3 separate regions of the Mus musculus genome follow, and regions 2 and 3 are each linked to region 1. Evidence: chromatin contacts called from public Hi-C and capture Hi-C data. All regions are on one chromosome and are shown on one strand. The core of a region is the stretch at or near the end of the contact, and the rest is flanking DNA. Distances in the headings are between cores, read along the strand shown.

The links. Hi-C and Micro-C count contacts between places; a contact is called where the count stands out from the background. Capture Hi-C pulls out chosen DNA fragments and counts their contacts.
Region 2: a contact with region 1 is called in a capture Hi-C map of macrophages, with 4 times the contacts expected there. The contact joins the promoter of Tmem104 here to the promoter of Cd300a in region 1. A contact is called at or near these places in 2 of 39 promoter capture datasets (the HPC-7 cell line and hippocampal neurons), 2 of 484 Hi-C or Micro-C datasets (cerebellum and cortical neurons) and 1 of 9 other capture datasets (macrophages).
Region 3: a Hi-C map of cerebellar granule neurons shows a contact between it and region 1, with 2.3 times the contacts expected there. The contact joins the promoter of Rab37 here to the promoter of Cd300a in region 1. A contact is called at or near these places in 8 of 39 promoter capture datasets (the 3T3-L1 cell line, the C10 cell line, HPC-7-derived erythroid cells and 5 more), 6 of 484 Hi-C or Micro-C datasets (cardiomyocytes, cerebellar granule neurons, cerebellum and 2 more), 3 of 115 datasets of contacts at active chromatin or transcription factors (the HPC-7 cell line, bone marrow-derived macrophages and pancreatic cancer cells) and 2 of 9 other capture datasets (adipose tissue and liver).

Annotation. Positions count from the first base shown.
Region 1 is chr11:114,887,715-114,892,202 of GRCm38.p6, forward strand. Cd300a (CD300A molecule) reads left to right here and starts at 2,327. Exons shown (of 7, transcript NM_170758.4): 1 at 2,327-2,720. The coding sequence starts at 2,651.
Region 2 is chr11:115,185,240-115,189,727 of GRCm38.p6, forward strand. Tmem104 (transmembrane protein 104) reads left to right here and starts at 2,248. Exons shown (of 10, transcript NM_001033393.2): 1 at 2,248-2,359; 2 at 2,971-3,083. The coding sequence starts at 3,039. Nat9 (N-acetyltransferase 9 (GCN5-related, putative)) reads right to left here and starts at 2,160. Exons shown (of 7, transcript NM_025400.4): 1 at 1,880-2,160; 2 at 1,510-1,598. The coding sequence starts at 1,586.
Region 3 is chr11:115,151,577-115,156,064 of GRCm38.p6, forward strand. It overlaps Rab37 (RAB37, member RAS oncogene family), which reads left to right and starts at 2,602. Exons shown (of 9, transcript NM_021411.4): 1 at 2,602-2,715. The coding sequence starts at 2,623.

The DNA of each region.
Region 1 (4,488 bases), core at 1,077-3,576:
CTTACAAGCTAAGGGTTTTGCTCAGTGTCACTCAGAAGCAAGCAACCCAGCCACATGAGAGACTTGCCTCCTTGTTCTCTGTCTAGTCTGGGTGTTCAAGCCCACAGCAGTACCATTTACATCACAGGACATCTAGGGGATAAAAAACAAACAAACAAACCACATTTCTGTGAATCTTACAGTGAGCAGGCTATGTAAGCCATAAAATATGACTCTTTTCCTAAGTGTTCATGTACAAGATCAATAGTCAAAGTGTCCAAGTTAGCGTCAAGATATCAGCTTGACCCATCCCCAGAGTGTTCATCTGAGGGGGTCACAACTGGGGATTGCCCAGATACAGTTGGCAGACAGCCATGTCTGTGAGGAATTATCTTGGTTTTGATTGATGTGGGAGGCCATCCGTTTGTCAATGGTACCATCCCTGGACAGGTGGCCTCGAGCTCTATGAGCTAGCTAGCTGATTGTAAGCCTGGGAACCAGTCAGTATGCAGGGTTTTCCCATGGTTTCTGCTTCAGTTCCTACCCTGACTTCCCTCAGTGATGGATTGTGACCTGGAAGTGTAAGCTAAACAGAACAAATCTGAACAGAACAACAAAATAACCATCCGCAGGCACACACATACACATACATACAAATGTTTATTTCTTCTTCTTCTTCTTCTTCTTCTTCTTCTTCTTCTTCTTCTTCTTCTTCTTCTTCTTCTTCTTCTTCTTCTCCTTCTCCTTCTCCTTCTCCTTCTCCTTCTCCTTCTCCTTCTCCTTCTCCTTCTCCTTCTCCTTCTCCTTCTCCTTCTCCTTCTCCTTCTCCTTCTCCTTTCCTTTCCTTTTTTTTTTTTTTTTTGATATAGGGTCACATTATGTAGCTCTGGTTATCTGGAAATCCACTAAGTAGAGCAGGCTGGCTTCACAGAAATCCTCCTGCCTCTGCCTCCCAAGTGCTGGAATTAAAGGCATGTACCACCATGTACAGTTTAATGTTTGTTTGTTTGTTTTTAAAGATTTATTGATTTTATTTATTTGAGTACACAGTCACTGTCTTCAGACACACTAGAAGAGGGCATCGGATCCCATTACACATGGTTGTGAGCCACCATGTGGTTGCTGGGATTTGAACTCAGGACGTCTGGAAGAGCAGTCAGTGCTCCTAACCTCTGAGCCATCTCTCCAGCCCTGTTAGTTTGTTTTTAATTTTAGAAGTACTGTGGTGGCTTGAATGAGAATGACTCCCATAGGATCATCGTTATGAATACTTGGTCACCAGGGCGTGGCATTCTTTGAAAGGATCAGGAGGTGTGGCCTTCTTGAAGGAAATTTTCTCTGGGGGAGTGGGCTTTGAGTCCCAGTCAGTGTCTCTCTTCCTGCTGCCTGCTGATCTGGATGTAGAACTCATAGCTCGTTCTCCGGCACCATGTCTGCCTCCAGGCCACCATGCTTCCTGTGGTGATGACAATGGACTAGACCTGTGACACTGTAAGTCAGCCCCACTTAAATGCTTTTTATAGATAACACTTGCTGTGGTCATGGTGTCTCTTCACAGCAAAGAAACACTGACCAAGCCAAGTATCTAGAACACAAAGTTCCATACTGATCTTTAGTTGACATATGATGCTATTACTATCAAAGAGTGGTGTGTTTTCTTGTTGTTGAAACAGTCTCTCCAGACTTGTGGGTTCCAGCAATGCTCCTGACTCAGTCTCCAGAATAGTTGTATAATAGGGGTATGTCCCCGTACCTGGCCATCAGAGAAATTTCTTCAGGATCCTGAAGCGTTGTCTTCCACCCGTCTAGCAGTGTAACTAGCAGGTATCTTCGAGGGCACATTTGTAGCAAGAGGAGGAAAGCGTGAGATGCTGAGGAGGATCTGGAAGGGAGGGCGCTCTCGGGACCTCATCATTGGCATAGGGCTGCCTGCGGCTTTAATAACTACTATTATTATATGATTAATATAGTATAATAGCTAGCTATTGGGTGACCTGTTTTACAATAAGGTCAGAGTTTCCTGGGCTTTCGTGCCATTCTGTACGAGCTGGAAGGGTTCACAGGACCCCTGTGTACATGTTTGGTGTCTCCGTGGACCAGAGAAAGAGGGAGATCTGCAAGTTGTCTGGGTCCTTGCTCAAGTTCAATGGGGCTACACAAGAAAGAAGGTCGCAGCCTGGAGAGCCCCTGGTCAAATGGAAGACACATTTTCCAACACCAGAAACCCTTCAGGAATTTTTGGGGGTCCAGGCCTAGAGCTCCCAGGAAGGCTTCATAGTGGGCACCACCCAGGCAGGGCTAGCAGGTCTTCCTCTCCACAAGGCTGCCATTCTTCCCACAAGGAAAGGAGGAGTGACTGGGTGCCAGTCAGAATGAAACCTGGCCCTGCACCCTGAGCCAGACGCAAGCAGGGGTCATCAGGCTGTCATGGCAGCCTGGCAGTCATGAGATCAGAGCCTCACGGGGGGTTCATCAGCTCGCCTCGGCTCCTTCCGATTCTTTTAGTTTCTCCCGTAGCTCCAGGAACAGAACTGAGGAAAGTCGGAAGCAAAACAGCTAGACACAAAGAAAAGCAGAAGTGGGCGTCTCAGAGACTGGCCGTCCCCCAGCGGGACTGAACCGTGGAGCGTCCAGCCGTGGCCTGCCTGCCGGTGACCCGTGTGTGGGAGAAATGACCCAACTGGCCTCAGCTGTGTGGCTGCCCACACTGTTGCTGCTGCTGCTGCTTTTTTGGCTTCCAGGTGAGGTAGTGTCTGCCCGGGAGGGCGGGGGGCTTCGGGGAGATGCAGTGTGAGGCACTGGAATGGGGATCTCTCTGTGCACAACACCAAATGTGGCAGCTGAGTCCTTCATGTAAGGTGGATGACCAAAGAAAGGGCCGTGCTTGGGGGGAAGGGACCGGGATCTCCCTCTGCACACAGCTGTCAGAACAAGAGACAAGTCAACACACGGTGGGGGCTGGTGGCTGTCCAGGACGGGTGCCCAGAGGATTTTTGGATGGTTTAGAATAGAAAACAGGAGGTCAGGGCAGGTGGTACCAGTATGAGTGGACAGTGGTTGTGTTGAGAGGCCCTGACAGGCACGTGCTGGTGTGGATGTGTGTGAAAAAATTTAATCTGTCTATCTTTCTTTCCTTCTCTTCCTTCCTTCCATCTTTCCCTCTTTCTTTCTTTTCTTCTTGGGTCCCCCCCCCCCTTTTTGGGTTTTCAAGGCAGGGTTTCTCTGTGTAGCCTTGTTTGTTCTTTCTTTCTCTCTCTCTCTTTCTTTCTTTCTTTCTTTCTTTCTTCCTCCCTTCCTTTCTTTCTTTCTTTCTTTTTTGTAAGGTTTTTTTTTTTTCATTTTCTTTTTGGGATAAGTCTCACTGATTAGCCTTGGATCTCACTCTGTGGACTAGGGTGGCTATGAACTCACAGAGACTGCCTTTCTCGGCCTCCAAAATGCTGGGATTAAAGGTGTGCACCACCACACCCCACAGACTTCTTTTTTGGTTCTTTACTCTTCGAAAATTTCATGTATGTGAACAATGTAGTCTGACCATATCTGACCTCCCCAAGTCTGATTCCCCAAGTCTGTTCAACACATCTCCCTCCAACTTAGTATTATTTATATATTTTTTAAAAAAACCATTGAATGATTAGCACTGGCTCTATGCACGTGGGTATGGGGTCATCCACTGGGGCAGAGGCAACCTGCCAATAGCCACACCCCTAAAGGAAAAAATTTCTAATCCCAGTACTCTGGAGGCAAAGGCGGGCAGATCTCTGTAAGTTTAAGACCAGCCTATTCTACATAGTAAGTTTCAGGCCAGGCAGGGTTACATAGAAAAAAAATCTTGCCTCAAAATAAATAAATAAATAAAGAGAGAGAGAGAGAGAGAGAGAGAAAGCAAGAAAGAGAGAAAGAAAGGAAGAGAGAAAGAAAGACACTGGTTTCATCTGGGTTTACACACTTATTCACAGAGGTTTGAAAAAAATTATCTTGGCTATTTTTCCCTTTATTTATTTGGGTTGTCTTCTTCTTCTTCATTTTTCCCCCTTTGGGATTTAAGGGGATTTAAAGTGCCCTGCTAAGGGAAGTGGTGGAAAGTTAGAAAGCCAACCATCTACTGGCGGTGGAGGAGCATCCTTGCAAGCCAGGAAAGGTACAGGAGGGCTGGAAACTGCTGTTTACTTATTAAGCACGTCGGGTGCAGGGGATGACTTAGTGGAGAAAGTGGGCACCTGAGTTTGGATTTCAAGCATTCACATGAAAATTGGATTTGTTATGCATGCATATCCCCAGAGCCGGGGGTGCAAAGATGAGTGGGACTCGGTGCTCCTCCTAGTCTCTGTAGGTACCGTGCTCCCGTGCACATACGCACACATACACATAATTAAAAACAAATCATGGAGAGATAGCTCAGTGTTAAGTGCACTTACTGCTCTTCCAGAGGTCCTGGGTTTGGTTTTCAGAACCCACATAGTGGTTCAGAACTGTAGAATTATTATTATATTAATATTGATCCATAAA
Region 2 (4,488 bases), core at 998-3,497, 300 kb after region 1:
GGAGCAGCCCGTTCAAAGCTACCCTGCGTTCTAGGAGACCCTTTCTTCAAAGCAAATGAACAGGAAGAGGAGGAAGTGTTTAAGCTCTGTTTGGGAGTATTCTATGCCAGGCTCTCAACACTACAATATCCAAGCAGCAATGAAGTATAAGGTACAAACAAACAAGAATCTGACACTGGGTGTGGTGGCGCATGCTTTAGTCCCAGCACCAGGGAGGCAAAGGCAGGTAGGTCTCTTTCTATAGCCTACATAGTTCTAGGCCAGCCAGGACTACCCAGTGAGTCCCTGTCTCTAAATAAATATACATAAATTTAAAAATAAAATAAAATACGGATGTGACATCCGCTCTTTTCTGGTTTTGCCCACACAGGATAAGTGCTGTGGAAGTAAGGACGTTAGTCATTTTCACTCTATGTCTAAACACATTGTAGCTGGGCAGTGGTGGCGCACGCCTTTGATCCCAGCACTTGGGAGGCAGAGACAGGTGGATTTCTGAGTTCGAGGCCAGCATGGTCTACAAAGTGAGTTCCAGGACAGCCAGGGCTACACAGAGAAACAGAGAAACCCTATCTCGGGGGGGGGGGGGGGGATAAAAACAAAAACATTGTAGGTATTCAGTTAATATATAATCGATTAAAAAAATACCCCACTCAAAAAAAGAAAAAGAAAAACCACAAAAAGTCTGAGTTTGTGCTTTCTGAGGTGAAGTGGGTATGGGTAGGCAGGAAAGGTAGGTTCTTTTCTCAGGCAGCAGCAGAGAGGGTAGCTCTAGGGGCCCAGCTTCCCACCCAGGTAATATAAAACCAAACACTCCCCCAGTTCCTGAGGGTAAGGGTATGCCAGTCCAGCCCAGCAAAGAGGGCTGAGGAGACCTCTACAAGGCAGGGTGACAGATCTCCCCAATGCAAAACTATTGTCCCCTACAGAGCCAGCTTCTCAATCTGTCAGATGTTTGCCAACTAACCTCACAAAGAGTCCCTGAATCTCACTTCTGGCCTTTAAACAGTAGGCATCAAAATAATGAATTCAACATCTGGGACAAGCACACGTTAAGTCTCCAGAGGATACCAGGGAACGCCATAAGTAATTTAGAACGAGGGAAGAAGACATGGCTTTGTTTTTTTGTTACACACACATCTAGATGATGTAATCCCTCATTGAAAAGCCAAAAAGAAAGCAGAGAGATGGATGACAAGGAAAATAAATGAAAAATGAGCCCTCCACTTCAGCTTTATTCCTCCTGCATGTAATTCCCACCCCCAACCCCCCACTTTGAGTCACAGTCTCATTAAGTATCCCTAGCTGGCCTGGAACTTATTATATTGCCCAGGCTAGCCTCAATCTCACGGAAGAGATGGACCTGCCTCTGTCTCCCAAGTGTTGGGCCAGAATCAAAGGTGTACAGCACCACACAAGTGACGTTTGTTAAACAAGACAGGCTCCTAGATTAAGGCACCCTGTTTCCAATTGCCCTCCACGCTACAACCAGTCGGGTAATGAGTTAGTTACCTGGGCACATGCTCGGAGGTGTAGGGTACCAGGACCACCTTCTTGCCCACTAGCATGGTGTTCTGATTCAGCTTCATTGTAGCTGCCTACTAGTGGGGAGAGTTAAAGACTTCAGAGCCCCCATAGTGTCTTCCCACGCAGGGTGGAACTCTTTCTGTAGCAGTGGAGCTATGTTGACAGAAGAGCGTCCTGCCTTCCCCTCACAACTACGTGAAAGAACGGGGATTCTAAAACTCTTGTAAGAGAAAGAGCCGAAGTGGTCAATACATCTGGGCTCTCACCCAGGGGCCAAGTTCTGGCTCGGTTTCCAGCCCATTCCTACACAACATGCCCGTCCACCCCCAAATGACCTGTTAATCCTTTTTTTAACCTGTTTCCAACCCTAGCCTCCAGCGTCCAGAGTCCACGTCACTCGGCTCTGGCCCTTCCGTTTTCCTGTCCCCAAGCCCCACTCAAAGTTCTCAGGCCTCAGCCCTTTGCGTGGTTCCTCGGCCGTCTAAGCGCTGTAGTTTGCAAACTGCAAAGCTCACAACCACCCCCTGCCGAGGAAGGCGTCCCCAACGACAGGCGTCAGCGTCTGTCCCGGAGAAACAGGCTTTCCGCATGCGCGTAGAGGGGCTTGCTGTCCGCTTCCGCCAGGCAGACGGCAGCCGCAAAGCCCAATCCCGGCCCCGCCCCCGCGAGGCATCCAATCAACGCACTGCGCCCCTCCCCACGCGCTCGCTTGGACGGGGGACTGGGAAGCGTGCGCGTGCGCGTAGCGGGCGCTGGTGCGGGGCCGCTGGTGCCGGGTGGCAGCTGCAGAGCTGGAGGCGGTGGCCACTGTGCCTGGAAGCTAGCTGTGCTGCAGGTCTGGGACGGGCAGGAGGGCAGGACAGGGTGAAGATGGATGTGAATTTTAGAGTTTCACCTGGAAGGGAGGGGAAGGGGAGACTGAGGGACCGGCTCTGGAGAAGAGAGGGGAGGCTTAAGGGTGGGAAACCCTAAGGCAAAGCAAAAGGCAGGTGTCGGTGCGCGAGGCCCCATTTAAAAGAAGAGGCTTTGGGACAAGGAGTTAGGATGGAGGGGCGACCTTGGAAAAGCTGACTCCCGCTGTGGGCGGAGAAGCAGACAGCTGTGTGGGCTGTCCTGTGTAGTAGTGAGCTCATAGATAATGAAACGGACGTAAGCACTTTAGGGTAAAGGGGGCTGTGATGGTTAGTGAGGCTTAGAGGCCCGGAAAGCCCCTTCAGTCACTTGGAGTGTGAGCAGCATCCAGGCACCGAGAAGTGCCTTGCATAGCAAATCAAGTTAGAAGACATGGTCCAGGAAGCCGCGTCCCACCAAGGCTGTCTCATGGCAGATAGGGAGACCAAAGTGTCTGAGTTAAAAGGGCTACAGGTGAAAGCGGCAGACTGCAAACCCCCCACCCCCAGTCTCATCTCTGCAGTTAGAGAACTAAAGTCTACTCTTTTGTCTTAGGAGCTGCGGCTGCTGCTGCCACTGCATAGAAGTAACCTCTTGGGCCAGCCCTTCCTCACTCTCTGGAGATGGCAGGCGAGATCACAGAGACCGGAGAGCTCTATTCTCCTTATGTGAGTTCTTCTCCATAAATGTGTTCTGCTCACCACCATGCTCCTGGTTTCTAGAGAAGCCCACTGCTATCTGTGGACTATACTAATTATGGCCCTGGTTTAAATAGACCCTGGTGAAAAACACAACGGAAACTCCACATAGCTCCAGTCAGGTTCAGCTGTCTTAGCTAGACTCTATATATCAGGCTCGTTCCTCATTTGTTTATAATTTTTTAAAGCTTTTATTTTAAATGATGTGTCTACGTATGGATATGTGCATGCCTGTCAAATCCAAAAGAGGGCACCAGATGCCCTGGAGTTAGTTGTCGATGGTTGGATGCTGCTCAGTGTAAGTGCTGGAAGTGAACTCGGGTCCTCTGCAGGAGCAGCAGGTACTCTTAACTGCTGAGCTGTTTCTCCAGGCCAGTTCTCCTTTTAGACACCTATCAGAGAGCATCAAGCCAAATAGTAGTTAACTTGCTAGTCTCCCATAATATCTATCTCAGGACTCCCACAGATGACACACAGTTCTGCCAGTCAGCTGGGCAGTCACCAACAGCTGTCGCCATGGAGTTGTGTTCCTCTCAGTAGTCAGCAGCCTCTTTCTTCCTTCGCTAAATTCTAAATTGCACAACTCTTGTGGTCTTGGATGTTGAAAGAGGTGGTGAACTGCAGAGTCTCCCAATTGCAGTTTGGTAGAGCATGCAATTATGACAATTAGAGCGATTGATTCCCCTCTGTCTCGGCTCCGTGGCCCCTGCACTCCCCCCACACACACTCAGTTTATCTTCTCTCGGTGCTGTATCCAGTTGGTTGTGGTTATGTGGTTATTGCATCACGGGGCCTTCACTGGGTAAGTCGTTGGAGGTAATCGTGAGTTACCTGGGTTGACTCACATTGGTACCTGCTGTCACCAGGAAAAGCGGCTCTTCTCCACAAGCCGCCTTTTTAGGATTTTTCTAGTCTCAGCAGTGCCCTGCTGTTCATAGGCAGCCACAGAGCACACACAGACACACACAGACACACACACAGACACACACACACGCATGCACACTTCACCGCTGCAGCTCACCAGGGAAAGTGCTGGAGTGGATGGTTACCCTGTCCATGCAATCATGTGATAGTTCTTAGAATCCCCTGTCAGCAAGAAGATGTCTGCACTGTCCCTACACGTTGCCACAGTTCCTGCTTTTTCTGACACTCACTACAGACTTGGAGACGAGGAAGTGAGTTATTGCTGTGACTGTGTTTTAGAAAGAAAGTACCTTATGTCCCCATTCCTTGTGCCTTCACCATGTAATCATCCACTCAGGCCACCTTGTGATGCCACAGCCGCCTGGACAGTTAGGCCTGTGTGCCTCAGGAGCTCCGCTTCACACACCTCCCCCTTTTCTCCTTCCCATCTTCTGTGTGCTTTATCTGGGGT
Region 3 (4,488 bases), core at 1,352-3,851, 260 kb after region 1:
GCATGGCTCATCCATACTTGACTGCCTGCATGCTGCAGGCCCAGGGAACATAACCCAGAGTTGCTAACAAGCATTGCCCAGAAAAAGGACTGAACTCTCCCCGGTTCTCTGTAAGAATGATTTTATCTCTGTCGTCTCTGGAGGTGCCTGGGTTGCTCCATCCCAAACCCATTCCTCTAAGGCAAGTGTAAGCAAGTATATGTGACCAGTAGCTTAGCTCCAGCTGTAGTGGCAAGCTTAGCTAAACCACTTTGGCTCCCAGACAGTTGCGTGCTTACAAGCAGAGCCTTCTGGATTCGCGAAAAGAACACACACACACGCACACATTAGCTTATTTTTGATATGTCTTGACTAGCTCAAAGGCTGGGCAGTTCTGATCCTCCGCCCAGCTAGCATACATTTCCCTCCGGTACTCCTGACTCAACGCCTTCTGAATCTGGGTTCTCTCTTCGCTGCCCTGTTACCTTCTGGGCCCCTCCCCTAGGGCTGCTTTCCCTTCCCACTTACATTTTGGACGGTTTCTCCTTCTGCAGCTCTAAATCTGACCCATCTCGCTAGATCATCTCCAGTTTTCTCCCTGGCTGCCGGCCCTCACAAATCCCCCAGGTCCCGCCCACCTCAGTTTACCTGCCCAGCCATTGGCTGTAAAGCAATCCTTTAATGCCAATCAAATCCAGCTGGGGGCGGAGACAGAAGGTCTGGGACCTCTGCCTTTGGGAGCCGAATTGAATTGAGACAGCGTTAGAACCAATCCCTAACACCAGCTAAGCCCTAACCTCTGAAGCCTTTGCCTCCTCCCAAAATAATAATGGAGCCAACAACACACACCAAAGTCCCAAACCAAGGGGTCAGTAGTATCCCAGTCGAATTCTCCCTACCGCTTCCCAGCTTCTCTTAGCTCCGGGCATCGTCCCTGTTCCTTGGAGTCATCAAATATTCCTGTCTCTACCTCTGGCTTCACGAGGCTGTCTTCTAGCCATTTGCTTTAAACCTTTCCCCATCACACAGTCACACTGGGTTAGGGGCTTGTCTCAGTTAATTTTCCCGTTGCTGTGATAAAATACCCGGACACAAACAGCGTGTGAAGAAGGGAAGTTTGGTTAGATTCCATCGAGACGGGGGAAGCCCCAGCAGCAGGAGCCTGAGGCAGCTAACCTCAAACAAGCAACAGAGAACAAGAGGTGTGATCTCTTCCTTTTCATGCTGCCCTCCTCTGGAGTGGGTCTTCCCACCTCGGTCAACCTAATTAAGATATTCCCTCACAGCATGACTCTAGGGCCTGCCAAGTTAATGATCAGTATTAACCATCACGGAACCCCTATTCCAGTATGGCCCAGTTCTAACCTACATCTCTAATGTTCCTGTTGCCAAGGAAGGCCACACACATTTTGGGTACCAGTGCCTAGGACTTCAGCATATCTCTTGGGGGACACGATGTACCCCCACAACATTAGTTTTCAGTGGACGGTGAGCAAGGGGCAAGCCACTACCCCTCTCCAATTCCCACCTCGACAAAGTCACCTCCATCCAGGCTCCGGGATCTCCTCTCAGCTGTCATGAAATAGTTCCTGCTGATGTACACAGCCATTTCCCAAGTCATAGTCACCCCAAAGCCAGCCCTCACTGCCCTCACCTAAAAAGTTGAGGGGCCCAACCCCCTTCCTACACCCCGCATCCAGTCCCCGCATCCTGTTCCTTTCTATACAGCGTTGAGATGTTGAAAAGTTGGCCCACAAGCTACTGAACCCTGGTATGTGCAACCCCAGATTCTCCATATCCCCCGTCATCCGGAGCTGCAGGGTTCCTGGGCTGTACTAGAAACAGCTCAAAACGACCCACGACTTCATGAATTCCTGTGGCACCCACTCGGTGGCTAGGCCTAGGCCTTCCCTGAATAATGTTGGCCCTATCTTGTCCCCTTGGAAAGATGGGCTTCAAGAGCTCACCTTCCCGTGGTGGGAGGACATCAGGGGCTTAGACTAACAAATGAGGGAGAAACATGGCAAAGAGCTCCAAGTGTTAGCACCACCCAGGAGCTCCCCAGATGGTCAGTGCGCTCCAAGGTGAGTGTCGGTGAAAAAGTAGGCTCAGATGAGCTGAGGTCTATCAGAACCGCTTGGGTGCTAGTCTCAGAATGCAACTTCCTGTCCAACATTGTTCAGGGACGTCCCCAGCTTCTTGCCTGCAGGTAAGTACCGGACTGTCAACTGGCTGGAGCTCGGGCGCGCCCTGCTGGCCACTGCATTGCCGCAGTAGGAAACCAAGCCCCACACCTTCCGCAGCTAGCTGGGTCTCCCGGGTCCGCAGCCTCGATGGCAATCTAACTTCACCACTGCGACCTTAATGGGCTGGTCCTGTAGCAGGACTCATTCCGTGCTGTAAGAGCACTAAACTAGGCTAATGTCTCTCAGGGGGACTGCCACTCCCTAGGGTGTGCATTCTGCGAGTCTCAGACGTCCTGGCTGGCGTCGTCGAGGGGATGGCGGGACGGAGGGAGGAGTCTATCAGGGTCCGAGCCGGTTGGTGGATGGGGAGGGAGGAGTGGGCGGAGCCTAGGGCAGGGCGGTTCCTCGCTCTCCCTCGCTTGCTTCGAGCCGGGCTCACCTCTGACTGTCCGGGGACATGACTGGCACACCAGGAGCTGCTACCGCTGGGGATGGCGAGGCCCCTGAGCGCTCCCCGCCCTTCAGCCCGAACTACGATCTCACCGGCAAGGTGGGTGGGCTCTGCGCTCAGTGCTGGGGACCCCCCAGGCCGGCACTTAGGGACATCCCTCCCGATGTCCTTTGCCTTAGGACCCTGTCCTTCCCTGTCTACACCCCTCTTCTGGAAGTGTCAGCTGGGTCTCTGGTCTGGGGCATAACCCCTGGGCTCATCCCAGTCTCTAGGGTTCTAGGCTGACCTCGGAGGGCATGGGGTAAGGCAGATCTGAAAGACTAAGACTCCCCCACCCTAGGAACAAAAACCCAGTTCCTTCTGCCACACTTTGGAATACTGGGAGACAGGGACTCTCTGAAGACACAGACAGGGCATCCCCGCCTTCAGAGGCATCTCAAGGTTAATGCCCTTTTTGAGCTAAGCCTCAAAAAGTGACACCTGTCACAGGCGTGCAGTGCTTTGGGTCCCCACTCAGCGGTACATCCCACCCTTCCCCTCCCCACTGCCTCCAGACATAGACTCACAGCTCCTTCCCAACACCCCAGGCTGCATGTAGCCAGCCTACAAGTCCACTTGGGAATTTTCAGAAGCTGAGAAAGAACATGGCAATTAGTGACCATGGCCCACTCTCCCCCTCCCCCCGCCCGGCCCCCCGACGACCTTAAAGGCAACTCTCTGGGGTGCATACATTCTGCAGGAATGCCCTGAATAAAAGGATGTCTGTCACCACCTCTCTTATTGGTGTCCTTGGCTTAAGCAAGTACATGGAACTCTAAAAAGAGATGCTGAGCCAGCCAGCCTCTTGCACTATTTTTCTACAGGGTTTAGGAGAGAGAAGTAAGAGCTATGCCAGGTAGAAGTGATGCCTGGTCTTGAAGGGTACCTGCCTCTTTCAGGGTCTTGGTTCCTCTCAAACACCAGATCTCACTCTCACTAGGAGCTTCACATCTCCACCCCCTAGGGTTTCAGGGGAAGCCAGTCAGCCAGCCTACCCACCCAGAGACGTTGAGATAGGCGTCCTGTGTGGGCTTGTGGCAGGAAATGGGGCTCTAAGTCCTCAGGGGAGGGGAGTTGCTGATGGCCAGCCCCCACCCCCAGGCTGATGGGGATCTCCTGACCTCCTAGCCCTGCAGGACAACTGAGCTGTTTACCTAGGAGGTGGCAAGGCTGAGCAGCTGTTTGTGTTTGGTGGACTTGATGGGCTGGGTGACCGGCTGCATCATTTGCTCAAGGCAGCTGTGATCTGTAAAGTACACAAATACCGGTATTCGCCTGCCTCCCTCCCTCCCTCCCCCTGTATGGCTGGGGCCCCAGAGCCATCAGAGTGCCTGCTGGGAGCACCTGCAAAATAGCTGACCCCCAGCCTGCCAGGCTTGGCCCAGTCCTGAGTCTGTAGCTGTGGGAAAAGAGCATGATGAGAAAAGATCCTTGGAGCACCTTAGGTCTGGGGTCTTGGGCACTCTTCTTAAGTGGTCCCCATCAATCTTGTCGTTAGTCATTGACAAGCTCCAGAAAGGCTGCAAAGGAACGAGCCCCACTCCCCCACCCCACCCCCACTTTCCTCCTACTATGGTGGGCAAGCCGATGAAAATTTCCCCAAAGCACACAGTAGGGTTTTTATAATTCGGGAACTCAGCCTTGCATCCCTTCCTTTCCGACCCACTCTGACATCTCTGCCCCACAATCAACTAATCAGGCCCAAGACCCCATAGCTAAGGAAGAAAAGCTTTTTAGCTTTGTGGCTCCGCTATCAAGTTCAGAGAGCCCTGAGCAATTCCAACCTTATTAGCAGTCTAACCAGACGGCTGGGAACATTCCAGTGTTGAGTCT